2 separate regions of the Anser cygnoides genome follow, and region 2 is linked to region 1. The links are chromatin contacts, called in public Hi-C maps. All regions are on one chromosome and are shown on one strand. Each heading gives the region's core, a stretch centred on a gene start, on an enhancer-like site or on the middle of the called end of the contact. The rest is flanking DNA. Distances are from core to core; before and after follow the strand shown. Region 1 has its middle 28 kb from the start of C7. Region 2 has its middle 53 kb from the start of PLCXD3.

Evidence for each region. Hi-C and Micro-C count contacts between places; a contact is called where the count stands out from the background.
Region 2: a Hi-C map of liver shows a contact between it and region 1, with 1.8 times the contacts expected there. The contact joins two enhancer-like sites. A contact is called at or near these places in 2 of 7 Hi-C or Micro-C datasets (both in liver).

What each region holds. Positions count from the first base shown.
Region 1 is chrZ:68,499,906-68,502,605 of Taihu_goose_T2T_genome, forward strand. No RefSeq gene overlaps it. Among named protein-coding and RNA genes, the nearest start is that of C7, 28 kb to the left of the region's middle. Within about 2 kb of position 1,421, at least 2 of the 3 cell types and tissues checked have open chromatin away from gene starts, as enhancers often do. A contact at or near this core is called in liver, where this site is marked.
Region 2 is chrZ:68,707,881-68,710,580 of Taihu_goose_T2T_genome, forward strand. No RefSeq gene overlaps it. Among named protein-coding and RNA genes, the nearest start is that of PLCXD3, 53 kb to the left of the region's middle. Within about 2 kb of position 1,256, at least 1 of the 3 cell types and tissues checked has open chromatin away from gene starts, as enhancers often do. A contact at or near this core is called in liver, where this site is marked.

The DNA.
Region 1 (2,700 bases), core at 171-2,670:
ACCAACAGTTTCATACATCGTGTGATTGTTCTGATGGAAAAAAATTACAGCAAGCTGGCAAATTTTTGCAGATATTATTCAACAAAGAAAAGAACACCTATAAGAAGCTGTTGAGAGACAGAAATCTATGGGGAGACTCATCAGTGCTGTGGCAGATGTAACTTAGGTTTAGGTGAGGTGAACTTACCCATACTGATAAGTCAGACTCACGTGTCTGTCTGAGGCCAGTGACTTGGAAGATATCGTTAGAAGATGCTCAGTAAAAATGTTTGTCTGATGCAGAGCCACAGGTACAAAGACAGTAGAGGGACTTTTACTAAACAATAACACTGAAAATTTCCTCCTAGCTGATGATATTTGAAAAACAGTACCAGCATGCAGAGCGAAAATCAGCTTTAGTAGCCTCATTGCAAAGAACCAGTCCCCTGAGCAGCAATAATACCAAATCCGAGTTTTCTAGGAATTTATTTCTTTGCATAGGTTCCCAGATAAATAAGAACTATTCTGCACTGCATCCTTTCCCTTGGGAAATACGCAGGAGAGATCTTGCTCTGTCCAGCTGTCCATTTTCACGAAAGCTATTAAGGAGCCAATGCCTTTGAGACCTCTAGCCTTCAGTTACACGTTGCTAAAAGGTAGACAAGGGATTCAAACACTGTTGAAGGGACAACACAGGTAGACAGACCACTGCCCAAATGGCCTTGTGACAGGCTCCCTTTCTGAAAAATGAGAAGCTGGAAAAGGAGGAATAAAATGCCCCAGAAGCAGAGGTGGGAAGGCTACAGTGGGACTGCACAGAGCAGTAGTGGCCCTGAAGACAGATTAAGCATAAGAGGAGTAGGTGATTTCAGGTGAGGAGGGAATTCAGTGGGAAAACTCCATTTGTTTCTTAACCTCAGCTGGTGTAACATCATGCAGGTGTATTTCCAAGCAGGAAATGGAGTATTTCCTGCAGGACAGACAAGTAATTAGCAAAAAGGAAAGAATAAAGTTCTTCTGATGTGCTCTTCTGTTTCTAATCTGGGAGCAAAAAATTAATGTCTGAAGAATGGCAAATGCTTTGCCTTTCTATATAGTGACACTGGAGGAGCTTCCACATTCCCCCTCATATTCCAGCCTGTCTGCATGGAAAAGATTTGGGATGAATGTGCACATGGAGATGAACAAAAGGAAAGCAAGTTATGTCCAACAACCTGCTGTTGCTGAACTAATAATGGTGGCACTAAACATAAGTGCTACCACTTGCAAAACCCTTTTTCGCTGGAGACTGCATATCCCCAGAGTGCTCTCACAGCTCCCAGAGCTCTCCCCTTGCAGCTATAGGTCTCCTCTAGCTCTCAGGGTGAGGTGAATGGAGCAGGAAGCTGCTGTTTCCAGAGCACTTCCCTGCACTGCAGCCCGGCCAGGAACTGCCCAGGTGACAATGGATAAGCAGTTTAGTGCCTGACTAAAGCAAAACATCACTAATTAAAAAAAAAAAAAATGAAGAAAAACATAACATGAAAACGTTAAAAAGCTGGTGTTAATAACTTGTGCGAGTAATACTATTTCGCACCGCTGATAATCTTTTCAGATTGCCTCTAAAAAGCCTCTCTTCTCTCCTGTTCTGTTTATGTCTTCCCTAGACAGCTTTGGTCAAGTGCACTTCCACTATTCCACTCCTTTTTTCAAAGGGCTTAACTTGCAAATTAACTCTTACAAGTTCATAACATGAGGAGAAACATTTGCAATTTCTTTGTGGAAGGATCTCTAAACCCGATGATTTTGCCCATCGATCTCCAGCCTGGGAGCTGTTGCATTGCTTCTTTGTTGTTTCTCTCTCCAACCCCAACAGAAGCTTAATCATTAACCTCCTGCCCTGGTCTTGTTACCACCTAAACCCATTGCATTGCCATATTCATTATGTTATTGCAGATCAGTTCTGTTTCCATTGCACTGTGGCCCCACTGCATTACTCACCATGACAAGCCACCACTGTAATAGCAGAGGCATTAATGTATATGGCAGAAGATTCAGAAATATAAACTGCGATTTATTTGTTGCTCTCTGTACTGCAAAACACAGAGGAGATGTCTCTGACCAGCAGAAGTGGTGCTGGCACCACAGCTCTTCCTGCTAAACTCAGGGGACATGTTAGCTGCTCAGGGCTCACCCTGCCGGTCTGCAAATACTGCTTTTGAGCAGGGTGATAATTTAAACTGACTGGATCACTAGCTTCTGGTAAAGCAAAATCCTGCTTTTATATCTTACTGTTGACAGTAATTACACTGAGACTCTTAAAGTGATTGCAGTATTCACTCCCTGAGTATGCACCCAATGTGTAACATCAGCTGACCTTACTCATAATATTGCCTTTATTCGTATGCAGGTAACCAACACGCAAGCACTCTACCTGTGCAATTAGTCTAGGCACATGTAGCAGCAAAGGCTTCTGCAAACCCTCCACTAACAGAAAAAGACACCAAATGCTGGATTTCTTGACTGAGAATGAATTAGTTTGGATCATCTCCCAGGACATGTAGATGCTGACTTCTCCCCCAAGATAGGTTTGTCACCTTTATTTCAGTACATGCCAATGCTCCTAGAACACAAATGCTGGATATTGTGTTTCAGCACGAAGCTCCCACCAAGATGCAATAATGCTGCGTCTAATCCTTCAGACACTGGCTGAGCATGAGGAATAGGCATTTTGACTCTCAA
Region 2 (2,700 bases), core at 6-2,505, 210 kb after region 1:
TGCTACTGTTAGCCAACAACTTCCCTTACACCAAGTCCCACATGGCTCCTTCCAGCTGCAGCCAAGGACCAGACTGTTCTCTTGGTCTTGGGAACAGCTTCCTCTCCAAAATGCCATTTGGGTTTTAAAACTAACTGGTTCTCCTGGATATTGTCACATTTTCATTTGTTTTTTATTGCATACCAAACTCCCGTGGGGACTATTCCCAAGCCTGATTAAGCCCTGACTGAGTTCAGGCTGAGCATCCTCACCACCACCCCCTGTGCCCTCACCATCACTTCAGGCACTCTGGCCTTGTAATATGATGCAGGGTCCCTTTTTCAGTGCCAATAACATGACAGTGACCTGGCCAAATTGTTTCTCATTTTTACTTGTACTGCAGCACTTCTAGCCTCACGCCACTTAGCATCACTGTGATGTGCCTGACTGCCGCCTTGTCCCCCCTTATCTTGCATATGCTGAGGATCTTGAGACTGTGCTGGTAGCATCTATGGAAGAAAAAGTACAAAAATAAACTCTCTATCTTGTTGCAAGAGAGAATTTGAAATCAATATTATTCTTTGCATGCAGGGCACTGTGAAAGAAGGACATGGTGTGTCTGCACATGGCCAGTAGGGAAGGAAGCCACAGGGCAAGGTGTGGGGGAGCCAGCTCTGCCTGGGCTTTCTGGAGATGGTTCTCAGCTGCAGGGATTTTTTCATTTGTTTGTTTATCAGGATTAGCAAATAGCCCTTAAGTCTTAATTTGAACCTTGCCACAACGGAGAACTGCACTTTGTAGGGGAGTTCATGCCTGTGTTAGAACGCTAATTTAATTCACCCAAGAGGACAGCAGCTGTCCTTCTCACAAAGACCTGGGCCTTCACAGCAGGAACCAGCCAAGAATTTGCCTTTCCTCCTGTCTTTTCCAGCCCGTTCAGATACTGCACTTCTATGGGCACAGCCCCAGGTGTGGATGTGCTGCACACACCGTTCCAGTCACCTTGGCTGTCACCCGTCCCCCCTGTGGGTGCTGGCACGTGGTGGCCCAGACCTCACCAAGGAGCACACCCTCCTGCCCCTTACTAGCTTTTTACAGGATGTCTCAAATTAAATTTAGTGTTTTATTTCATTTTATTTTATTTTATTTTATTTTATTTTATTTTATTTTATTTTATTTTATTTTATTTTATTTTATTTTATTTTATTATTCTCAGATAATTTCTAGGCTTCAGCACAACCTGTCTCAATACTTGAAAGCCACAGGCCTAAAACATTTACTGTGACCCACTGGTGAGAGCCCTTACCCAGGAGCAGAAATCCTGGGGTCCTCAGGCCACAGTGTCACTTCATTGCTGTGTATTTAGTAGTTAATGCTTAACTAGCTCAAACAGTGCTGGGCAACCTCCACCCCCTGCAGATCTGCCCCGCCTGGAGCATTGTGCTATGCCTAGAAGTGTCTTGCACTTGAAAATTTGTCTCCATTTTGGGTAAAACTATCAACTAGCTCCAAAATTTGAGAAATGTTCTGTACATGAAAGCCTTCAGCTGTGCCCCATCCAGAGCAGGGCTCAGCACTCAGCCTCCCACGTACAGAGGCAAAATCTCCACAAAGCAGACTGAAGTGCCTCCCCACTTTGGTGAGCTCTGCACAGCGTCAGTCATGGTTTGCGGTGGGGATTAACGGCATGGGGCAACCGGGGCAGCAGCACTGCCCATTGCTTCCCATCTCTCCCACCCCACTGACACCTGCTGTGCCCTGGGGACACTGTCCTGCACTGGCTGCAAACAAGTGCCCCGTGCCCAGGCTGCTGGCAGGTCCCACCTGGCCTCCCAGAGCCCACGCTGCTGCAGCCAAAGAGCCCTTCAGCTTTGGATGGCCACCACCTGCCTTGCTCCAGCCTTGGCTGGCAAGCCTGTGCTCCAGGAGGTCCCCAAGCACACACTCAAACCTGATTAGTTTTGAAGATACGCTTGAATTAAACATGCCATTGTAAAGCTCACCCAGAAGAGGATCCCATCTAAACCCATAGCCAAGAGCAGTGGCAGCATGTGGTCCTCAACCTCATTGCTGCCTTCTGGGAAGCAGCATCAGAGGGGCAGATAATGGGAGACAAAAGCCAGCTCTGGCACAGCCCTCACCACCAAAGCAAGCCTACGGGAGTGCAGAGAGCTCCAAGCACATCCACACCAGCCCTTCCAACCAGTTACATGCTGCCTTCATGGGCGCAAAACCGGACCTCCAGTGGCAAGAGCTCGGTGAAGAACTGGGTCTCTGACCGCTGGCTGTGGGCACATAATCATGCAATCCTGTGAAAATACAGCTGTGCTGAGGGAGAGGAGGGATGAAGGGGGGGAAATAACTAATTCACCCGGGAAACAACTACTTGGTTTAAAGTATTTCTGTGACATTACCAGCAACAAAAAGGAGCAGCCTCGCGCTGTGTTCACCCTGCTCCGCAGCAGCAGCTCAGGCCCAAAGCCCACTGTCCTCTCGTGGCCCTGGGACCAGCCTGGTCTCCTCTTCCCACGGGCACCATGGCAAACATTTTTGCCTTCTTTAACATATAGCGTTTTTTTTCGGGTTGCAACAGTTTTGCAACTCCATAACCAAACTGGTCTTTGCCATTTTCTTTGCACATTACAAATGGAGCTCTGCAAGGCAGTGGTTTATTTCCTATTGATCTGCAGCCTCCTTTTCTTGCCGCAGCAGTCAACATGT